Regions from separate parts of the Ovis aries genome. Here region 1 is linked to region 2. The links are chromatin contacts, called in public Hi-C maps. All regions are on one chromosome and are shown on one strand. Each heading gives the region's core, a stretch centred on a gene start, on an enhancer-like site or on the middle of the called end of the contact. The rest is flanking DNA. Distances are from core to core; before and after follow the strand shown. Region 1 has its middle 67 kb from the start of NHSL1. Region 2 overlaps NHSL1 (NHS like 1).

Region 1 (5,340 bases), core at 784-3,283, 100 kb after region 2:
TCTACTCTCAGACATAACTATATTCAATAAAAGCCTTATATCTCCATCACTGAAAAAAAAAAAAAAGATGAGCCAGGTTTTCTGGGATGAAATCAAAGATTCAAAGAAACTTGTGAAAAGTTTTAAAAAGAGTTATTTTAGTCACTAATTAGGATGACCTTAGTTAACTCAGGGAATGGGGGGGGGGGATATTTGGCTGCAAATCTTAGCTATTGGTGCATATCTATGAAAAGAGAGAAAAGTGATACATTTAAATGTAAAACAAAACTGTCTAAAGAAGGAATTCTGAAACTTCAGGGAGTTTTTTCTAGTCTTTCAATTCCCACAATAGATCAGTTCACCTAGCAATCAGATCTGCCTCATCACAGCATTCCTCAAGGGTGAAATTCTCCTTCACCTACACACAGACACTACATGGGAAAGGTATAGAAGCAACTCGTGATTATGGGATGACCAGGACTTTCTACTAAGACAATATATCCTAATGCATGGGGTCATTATTCACTTTAAGTAGATATATTCTACTTAGGTCCAACAATTTTGAGACTGATTTTTCTTCTTCTCTGACTTTTTTTTTAGAGGGCAGGGTTGGGATACAGGGAACTCACCCTCGGTGGGAAGAGCCCACAACGTATAAGGATGTGTTGACAGCAATATCAAAGAGATGAACTGTAAAATGTAAAACCATTATGTGGTAACTTCACAACTTGGAGAAAGATGTATGACAACAAGCAATCTCACTGGTATTAAAGTACTAAAAATGAACTCTTCCAGTTGTAAGGTGGTAAAATATAGTTAACCTTCTCTAGGAAGAAGAAAAAAAAATTAAAACCAGCTATTCAAGACTGCATATGAAGTAATTCGAAGAGACACAGTATTTCATCCTGAGCTGCTGAAATCTAGGCCGTGTGTTACACCTCCCCTCCCACCCTGCAATCCATCTCCACTTTACTCTTCACGTTTAGGATTATGATCAAGTCCACCTACCAAAAGGAGAGAAACCACACAAACATCACGCTTAAAGTTTCTCTATTTTGGGCCAGAAGGAAATTCTAGTTACTTCATTCACTAGAGCTAGTTAAGCTACTGAACCGAAATGCTTGCATGAAGAGATCACTACCTAGGGACAGATACTTGATTTTCAGGGTTGGAGGAGGTCAGACAAGGACGATTGGAATTTTGAGTCTCACTACAAAGTCAAGGACCCCTGAATTACAAAGAACTGGTCGGCTAAGCGGTTAGGGGTCGGCAAGAATTAGCACCAAAAGAGAAAACCCTTAACTAAAAGCATACTTTTATTTTTAAGAGCACCGGTCAGAGAAGTGACCGGCAGCCCCAACACTCTGAGAACCTTTGAGATTTTCACAAACGGATCCTCTTGAAGTCTCGAGGATTAGAATCATCATAAATCCATACCCATCCAGTACCCTGGCTCTTCCAACAGGCTACGTTCCTCTGACCCTTTTCCCACGACCTTGGCTCCTCCTCTGCCGACAGCGCCCCAGGGGCTCCTCTCAGCCTCCTACACAGAGAGAAGGACCGGACAGACGGACAGCCCAAAGCCATCAGGGCGCCCACTCCATCGAGGCGGCCAGCAACCTTCGGAACCCGAGAGCGCCGCACGCGCCCGCCACCTGCACGGCCACCGGGTCTCAGATCACGCCATCCCCACTCGGGAGCCCGACCCTCGCGCGGGCGGCTCCGAGGCTCAGCGCGGACTCCCGAGAGCCGGCCCGGAGCCGCCAGGGGGCGAGAGGGAGCAGCCAGCCCGGCGCCTCCCCGCCTCGTTCCCTTCCCCCGAGCCTCCCTCCACTCACGGATTTTCACTCGGCGGTGGTCCAGGCGCGCGGTGGCGGCGTGCAGGGCGTCGAGGCGGCGGTGCAGCGCGGCGGTGCGGCGGCCCAGGGCAGCCGCCTGGCTCTCGAGCTCGCCGAAGATGTCCCCGGCGCAGCGCGACAGGTCGGCGAGCTGCGCTAGCAGGCAGACCAGGGCGTGCGAGCTGACCTGCTCCAGCGAGCGGAAGAGCGGCGCGTCCGCCGCCCCGGCCGCCTCGGGCCGGCGCAGCCGCGCGGGCTCCACGGTCCTCTGGTGGAAGGGCATGGCCGGGGGGGCGGCGCGGGAGCGCGGCGGTCAGTCCAGCCCCAATCTGCGCGGGGCGCGAGTCCGCATCCAACACAAAGAAAAGTCCGGGCGGCGGCGGGGCGCTGAGGGCCGGCGGAGCTCCTGCCCGCCGGGGAGCAGCGAGGCGAGCGGGCGGGACGGACCGACGGGCGGGCGGCGAAGAAGGGAGAGGCGGCCGCCCGGGGAGCCGCGGCGAAGGGCTCTGGGGGGTCCGAGTGGCGGCCGCCTGGCGCCCGGCGGCGACCTTCCAGCCGCCGGGGCTCCCGAGCCGCGCGGCCAGAGGAAGTTCGGGAGCAGCTCCCGAGCTGGGGGCGCGGCGGCGAGTTGGAGACGCGAGTCCCGCTGAAGTTTGCAGGGAGGCAGGAAAGAGCCGGCGGCTCCTTCCCTCCCTCCCGATTGGAGAGGGAGGAGGAAGCGGGGGAAGTGCCGCCGACACCGGGCAAGAGGGAGGGGAGGCGAGAGAAAGGAAAGGGGGAGGAGAAAAGGGCCGGCCCGGGGAACCACCTGCGGCTCCCGCGGCCGCCGCGCCCGGCGCCCGCGGGGAGGTGGTGGCCCCGCGCCTGGGCGCACCCTGGCCGGCCGTGCACTGTCGCCGGGTCCCGGGTCTCCGATGTCTCTGCCACACTTCCCGCCAGAGCCTCCCGGCGGCTGGACAGAGCCTTCGACCGCCCCCGGCCCAGTGCGGGGAGGGCTGGGCCCCGCGGGGGCGGAGGCGGCAAGCCCAGCTGCGGCTGCTCACCTGCGCTTCTGCCCGCGAGGCCCAGGTCAGCGCACCCCCACCCCGCGGGGACACCCCGGGGCCTCTGTGGGTCCCCAGGAGTTCTCCAGTCCCCCCAGTGGAAAGCGGCCAGGGCTTCCGGGCTGCTGTGGTGGATCTAAATGAGGACATCGTTAGATCGTCCAGTGGCTAGTGGTTTTGTAACAGACAAGGAGTGCGCACCTCCAAATTAGGGGCAGGAGGAGGACTCTAAGGACTTCTTTTTGCAGGGGGGCTTCAAGTGTTTGTTGGCAAGATGGCTCCTCCCTTGCCTCCCTCCCTTCCATCTGGAAAGGTCCTGGCTGTAAATGTGCCGAACCTGGGTTTCTTCCCCCGGGGGGGTGGGGGGGGGTGGGGGTGAGGGGTGTGTGTGTGGGTGTGTGTGTGTGTGTGTGTTGGGAAAGTGGGGAACGCAAGGGGATAAGGGGCGGATCAGAACCTAGAACCCTGAATTATGTACCTGGGAGACATTTAGTTAAATGCTACTGAGGTCATGGCCGTAGAACACCCCACTGACTCAAACCTTCTGGTTAGAAGCGTTTTCGGAGTCCAGTACCCCGAAGCCAAAACCCGGCTGGCCTCATTGCTATGTTTGCTCAGCAAAGGGATCTCGGTTCTTTGGTTTCTGCCCCCCAAGTGACCCGAATTGCCGTGCTGTTGGGCTGCAGTTTGGGAATCAGTCTCCCAGAGCGGTGCTAATTGTACTACAAAGTGGCTCCCCTTTCTCTAGAGAGATATGAGTGCAAGACCAACAGGCCTGAGAGAGCCCTCCAGATGAAAGTTAGTGAACAGAAATGGGTTTTGGTCTTTTTCCCTTGTTGTACAACTGATCATTTTTCACAATAGGGACGAATAACAATCTCATAATCACCCACTCTGACCACCTTTGTGGTGTTCTGAGGCACAAAGGAACTGCTGCTCTCCCTGAAAAAAAAAAGAAATCCTTTGAAATTTATGAAGCACTGTATAAACATCAGGTACAGTATAAAAGTGTGCGATTGCCACAAGAAATATTTGCTGAGCGCCTGTGTGTGAAGCATGGGCTAGAAATAAAAGTACCGTCAGCAAAGCTGACTCCTTCCCACCCATTAGGGTGCTCCCAGTGCAAGGGACCAGAAATAACGTGCTGAATTCACAGACCTACAATTCACCTAAGGTATACAGTTCAGTGGCTTTTTTTTTTTTTTTTTGTATATTCACAGTGTTAGAACATGAATAGATATTGGAATATTCATAGAGAAAACATGAAATGATGCTCAAAAACTAATTAGATAAAGCAATATTATTAAAACACCTTTCCCTTAAATAAATGCTTGAAAGCCAGGTCTGGCTCAAGATGCCACTATGAGAACCATGACACTGCCTGCCTCAGTGGGCCATCTCCACCCCTCTGCTGCTGACAGAACTCGCCTTGTGTACTGGTATGTCCAGCCTCTGAAATAAGTCATAATCTTTCTGTCCCATCCTGTTCTGACAGTTAGTGGTCAGGTGTGACCCAACTATAAGCCAATAAATTTTAAGGGGAAGTGGGAGGCTTCAAGAAATATTCACCTCCTTGATGAGACGAGAAAGAAAAGAAGGCTCTTTCATTCTCCCCTCTCTGGTCAAACCCTGCCTCCTGCCTTTGAATGTACTCAGATCATGATGGAATGTCTGAAACAGTGGCAGGATCTCGAGGCCATGAGAGACAGCCCTGGAGAATAAAAGCCATCATGCAAATACTGCACTTACCCCATAAGGATGACCCTGTATGCCCTTAAGTGCTTCCCAGGGGGCACTAGTGGTAAAGAACCCACCTGCCAATGCAGGAGACATAAGAGACAGGTTCGATCCCTGGGTTGGGAAGATCCCCTGGAGGAGGACTTGGCAATCCACTGCAGCATTTGTGCCTGGAGAATCCCATGGACAGAGGATCCTGGCAGCCAACTGTCCATAGAACTGCAGAGTCAGACACAACTGAAGCGACTTAACACACATATATGCACTTCAAGTAAATCCTTGTGGTCTGGGGACCAGGAACAATAGCATCACCTGTGATCTTGTTAGACCTACAGAATCTCAGGCCTCAGACTGACTGAATCTAGTTTAACAAGCTCCCCAGGTGATTCAGATGTATTTACAGTTTGAGAAGCACTAGCTAAACTCCTGTGGGGTGAATTTTCCTTTTACTTCAGTCAAATGCATAGGAATTTATGAAGAGAAAAAATAGTGGGTGATCAAGGGATTGAAGATTCTGGAGAGAATTAAGTGAGTATGGAAGGATGAGATCAAGAATACAGATGAAGTTGCCAGATGGCCTAGGTGTCCAATAAGGAGAGAGCAAAAATCATCTGTTTGGAGCGGATATAAGAAAGAGGAAATGGTGGGGAGTTTCTTAGCAACTCAACAAGTGGTGGATATAAGAATTACTGAATAAGAGCTTAGGTGAACTGGATGACTTGTGTACGAGGTACATGAATCTA
Region 2 (5,056 bases), core at 598-3,097:
CTTGTGGAGCTCAAGAAGAAATATCACAGAGGACACTGTCCAGCCTTTAGGACACCCTAGAATCCATGTCAGTGTTTCCCAAACTTGCCTGCCTATTGGCATGGCCTGCAGGATGTTTATTAAAATACAGACCCCAGGGCCCCATCCCAGACACACAGAAACCTCGCGAGAAATAGCCAGGGAAGCACCTGGGGGCTTATCAGACAAGTTTGGAGGTCACTGGCTGTGTACTAACTAACTCCCTGGAGGGGAGCTACAGGTCAGGGTGGGCAACAGCTGGCTGGGTAAGACTGATAAACCTCACTGCTCAGCACAGGGTGGGGCCCCCACAGCTGCCTAGCAAGCCTCTCCTTCAGTGGGGGACCTGCCAGACTCCTCATCCCCAACTCCTCACCTCCCTGTTTCTCCGTTTCACTGCAAAACCTCCTTCACATAACCCATCTTCCCTCTCCTGGTTCACTCCTGCCTCCTGGACCACCGTCTGCAGCATGAATGCATTTGCTACCTGGCACTTCCGATCTCTTTTTCTAGAGCCTGTTTTTCTCTCCTTCAAATGGACAAACAATAAAATGCCTCCCCCCTGCCCATGCTCTGCTCCTCAGCACAGGGTCTGTCTAGAGTCAGGATGGTCCCCTCCTCCCCCACCCCAAGCCCTCCCTCCTCCTTAGGTCCCTGTAACTTGGTGCTCATTCTCATCCTGTTAGTCCCTAACACCTCGTAAAAAGGGGAAACAGCCTGACCACGAGTCGGACCGCCCACCTCCACTGGGCCCTCATCTTTCTGCAGTGTTTCTGCACTTACATCACCCCTGTTGTTCCAAACCATCAGGTTTTCCTTTAAACCTCACTCCTTCCTACCTTCATACCCAGACTCAAAGATAACCTCCTTTTAAATAAAGCAAGAGCCAGACTTCCTTGATGGTCCAGAGGTTAATCTGCTTTGCAATGCAAGGGACACGGGTTCAATCCCTGGTCCGGGAAGATTCCACATGCCATGGGGCAACTACACTTGTTGGCCACAACTACTGCAGAGCGTGTGCTCTGCAACGAGAAGCTACTGCAATGAGAAGCCCAGGCACCACAATTAGAGTAGCCCCAGATTGCCGTAATTAGAGAAAGCTGGTGAGCAGCAACAAAGACCCAGCAGAGTCATATATAAATAATTTTAAAAATGAAATAAAGCAACAGTCAAGGTCCCTCTTCCCTCCTCCCTTTTGCCCTAAGGAGAATTCTCGCAGCTTCCAGTTTAGTTCGATCCATCTGAGCTGGTCAGTCTGGCCTCCACGTCCTGCCACGTCAGCCTTGAACCACAGCCCTCGCCACTCAGGAGCCACCACGGCTAGTCTAACCCAGACTTCTCAGTCTACTTTAGGCCCCCTAGCAGAGTCCAACCCGACCCCTTCTAGATTCATCTCAGTGCCCCTTCCCCGGCATCATTTCTGACCAATCCCCCCCAACCCAAAGCAGATATTTTGTTTATTTACACTTCCCACCAAGAACTCACAAGCACCATGAAACTGATATGGGATTTCTTAATTTGCCACAGGTAACTGAGGTCTAACCAGCCACATTGCCCCTTCTCCAGTCCACCAATGATCCAATGATGGTTCCTTGAAAAGAAAAAATGTTAAGTCTGTGGGTGTTCAGTAGAAATCTACTGAATAGATCATGTATGAAGCAAGGTTTTACCACTTTCCTGCCCTCCACCCCAAGACATGCTGGTACGGCACAGAGAGGGGAACAGAACAAATATCTGAATTCGGCAGAGACAGATTCTGTTCTTGATTTCAACACATACTTATTGACAAGTTGATCTTGGGCAAGCCTCTCTGAACCCAGCCACACACAGAAAACAAAGAATAATAATATCGCCACCTAGTGGGGTTATGAATCAAGCACATAGCACTGTAGGACACTGTCAATACATAAAGGGAAATGATTACTGTCAGGTGCATGTTTTTGAACAGAACAATTTGCAAAATATAATTAGAAAAGAATAGGTAAGAGACTATTGGTACCACTTTATCAAAAAAAACCCACAAAAATCCACTGCAGTAAAATATTACACTGTGGTTTAAGCTGCTGGGGAAAAAAAGGATAAAATTACAGAAACTTGAAGATATGAATTAACTTTGAAAGTTATCATTTGAAAATATAAGCTTTTTCCACAATCCACTCAGTTCAGTTGTTCAGTCATGTCTCACTCTTTGACCCCGTGGACTGCAGCATGCCAGACTTCCTTGTCCATCACCAACTCCCAGAGCTTGCTCAATCTCAATTACTCCATGACAGTAATTATTTCCACAATTATTCCATGACAACTGATGTATTCGCATAGCCAAAATTAAAGGTAAGTAATTAGAAACCTCAGAATATTTGCTATCCCCCCTCTCTAAAACATTAGATAAGTCAGATTATCACTTTTAAAGAATACATAGCTATTTACTAACACGCATAGTGCTGGTATTTCAATGTACCTATCAATCTAGCCTGCATGAAAGTCATTCAATAAACATAGTAGGACATAAGATTATTTTTATACACTAGTAATTGCAAAAACTATGTTGCTAAAGATCAGACTGCTGTTCTTAATCAAAAATGTCTGTGGATATATTTCAGTAGGGTGATCTTCAGTATTTTTCAAAACATAGTGAGGCATATTGAACAGGGTAGCAAGGTGCTATTTTATAGCTTTTGAAAAGAAATCCTGATAGAGCAAAATTTCTGCCTGTAGACAATAATGAACCTTTCTCTGACAGTATCACAGATGCATCATTCTATATACTAAATACCACAACCACAGGAAATCTGATGCCCACAGCCTTATAAATCAAAGCTTACTTGCTTCCTCATTCTCTATCGTGGACTCCCCTGACCATGCTCTGTCACAGCAATTCACTTCAAATTTTAAAAATAAAGATTTGTTTCATGGAGCTTTGATGAATCCCATCTGAAGGCCATTAAAACATACACATCCACTTCCACACAAACCAGAAAATCTGTAGAACTGAAAGAATCATCACGCCTTGAGGCTGGCAGTTATCCTAGCAACAGATAATTCCTGCTTCCCCTTAGGGACAGAATGAAGGCCGAGAAGTTCAGAAATTCGGCCATCGCCACCAGCCAGTCAGAGGCACTGCTGGGACTGGAACCCTGGTTTCCTCGCCCCATCCATGTTCCCCCTGCTTTAAAACCACGCCTCAGTGCTAGCTCTGAAGTTAGCAAGCCCCCTAGGTACTCTTCAAATCCACCAGTGAGTCACGTTTCCGTTTCCTCACACTGTTCCAAGTCGTCTTTGGTAGCACAGAGTTCATTCATTCACAATAATGCTAACTCACTCATACAGAGTTCCAACACACTCAGGAGTTATGAATTACACACCACCTTCAAATCAGTGAGGCCAATGGCTAACTAAATCTAAAAATAAAAATTAAAAAAAAATCTAACCCGTAGCACTTAAAATACTTCCTTTCAATCTACTGTAAAACAACAGCCTATTTAGGAGATGAAAAGTAAGTCACTGCTTTCATCAAGCAGAAGGGTTCCCCAGGCACAAACTCACGCACATTATACACATTATACTTCATGGGCCTTTTAAATATTTACTTGTTAGCAGTATTCTTCCTTTCAGGTCAAAGATTATAGTACTTAGCAACACAAAGAAAGCAGAGGGATATAGTTATGAATTAGTAAACTGCTTTGGCAAGGCTTCCATTCGTTAATTCAGTCCAACTTCAAAGGGGATTTTTAAAAGAGGTTCAGCTGTCAGAAATTAACCCTCAGTAAATTACTGAATCAAAAAGTGACTTGGCCAGTCTTTCTCAAACTGGTGTTGAGGGGGAAAAAAAAAGCTCAATTGTAGGTAGAGGAGCAAAAAGTCTCTTCCAATGCAAATAAGTTTATTTAACTCTAAGTTTTAAAAAGTTTTTTTGTTGTTGTGTTAACCACAGGACTTTCCCAGCCTTTGATATGCTAATGAATACTGGAAATTTCCAAGGATGGAATGAGAGGGGATTTCAGTTTATTTGATCACATTTATTATCTGGAAGGAGGGTGGATGGGAATAAAGCATGAGAAACACACTACCCTGGCTGCTCAGGTTCCAGGCAATAGAACCGAGAAAAAGCTTTCCTAAGACACCATGTATACTTGTTCTTTGGTAGCAGAGAATGGACTCCCATTCACAACTATTCCAGGATAAGGTGAGCATCAAATGTGGACTGGGAGAAGGAGCCCAAACAGAGCTAAATCCCTAAAAACTTAACTTCTGGTGGCCCCTGAGACTGCCAGTTCAGCTGGGCTTCTCAAATCTCTCCCTGGCTCTTGGGGGCCGGAGGGGAGGTGCCCTTTTGCCTCCTTACCTGTTCCTGCAGAATAACTTTTCCAAATAGGGTTGTACTTTCCCTGAACTTTTTGAAGTGCATGCTCTAGTCTATTTCAATGAGTTTTAACCATAGCTGAACATCAGAATCACCAAGGGAGCTTTTAACTCTACAGATATGTGGGCCCAAGGCCAAATCTACAGAATTCAACACGATTCCCAAGGAGCAGCAGCCAGAGCTGAAAAGCACTGTTTTGCTTCCCAGGAAGACAAAGCCAATAGACAAAGAATTGATCCCGCGTGGACCATGTATTGAGCACATTGACATTAATAAGGGAAAGGCTACATAGCAAGATTGTAATGAGTCCCTAGTTTACCAACAAATCACAGGTGGCTTTTCTCTTTTTTCTGGGCCACTCTCACAAACAAAAACATATTACTTGAGGGGAGTAGGTGCTTAGAACAAAGCATGCTCCCCAAAGCCCGTTCGTTCAGGTGCAGAGGGCTGTAGGTGGGTGTCTGCTGGTTCATAGGGACTAAGTCCCCACTCCCCGACCCCGCCCATGACCCTAATTTGGGACTCATTTCAATACCTGTCTTGGGTCTTTGGAAGTCACCTGAAAGAGTCAAAACCGGGAGTGTTCACTGTATTAAAGGCAAGACTGCCATATGCTACACAGCACAGGGTACACACCTCCAAGGGGGATCTTCATAAGGAGCTCAGTCACATACATGA

Evidence for each region. A called contact is a pair of places that touch in the nucleus more often than the background predicts.
Region 1: a Hi-C map of liver shows a contact between it and region 2, with 5 times the contacts expected there. The contact joins two enhancer-like sites. A contact is called at or near these places in 3 of 16 Hi-C or Micro-C datasets (hypothalamus, liver and skin fibroblasts).

Annotation. Positions count from the first base shown.
Region 1 is chr8:63,755,473-63,760,812 of ARS-UI_Ramb_v3.0, forward strand. No RefSeq gene overlaps it. Among named protein-coding and RNA genes, the nearest start is that of NHSL1, 67 kb to the left of the region's middle. Within about 2 kb of position 2,034, at least 33 of the 54 cell types and tissues checked have an H3K27ac peak or open chromatin away from gene starts, as enhancers often do. A contact at or near this core is called in liver, where this site is marked.
Region 2 is chr8:63,654,939-63,659,994 of ARS-UI_Ramb_v3.0, forward strand. It overlaps NHSL1 (NHS like 1), which reads right to left. Exons shown (of 7, transcript XM_042253529.2): 1 at 1-5,056. Among named protein-coding and RNA genes, the nearest start is that of NHSL1, 34 kb to the right of the region's middle. Within about 2 kb of position 1,848, at least 2 of the 54 cell types and tissues checked have an H3K27ac peak or open chromatin away from gene starts, as enhancers often do. A contact at or near this core is called in liver, where this site is marked.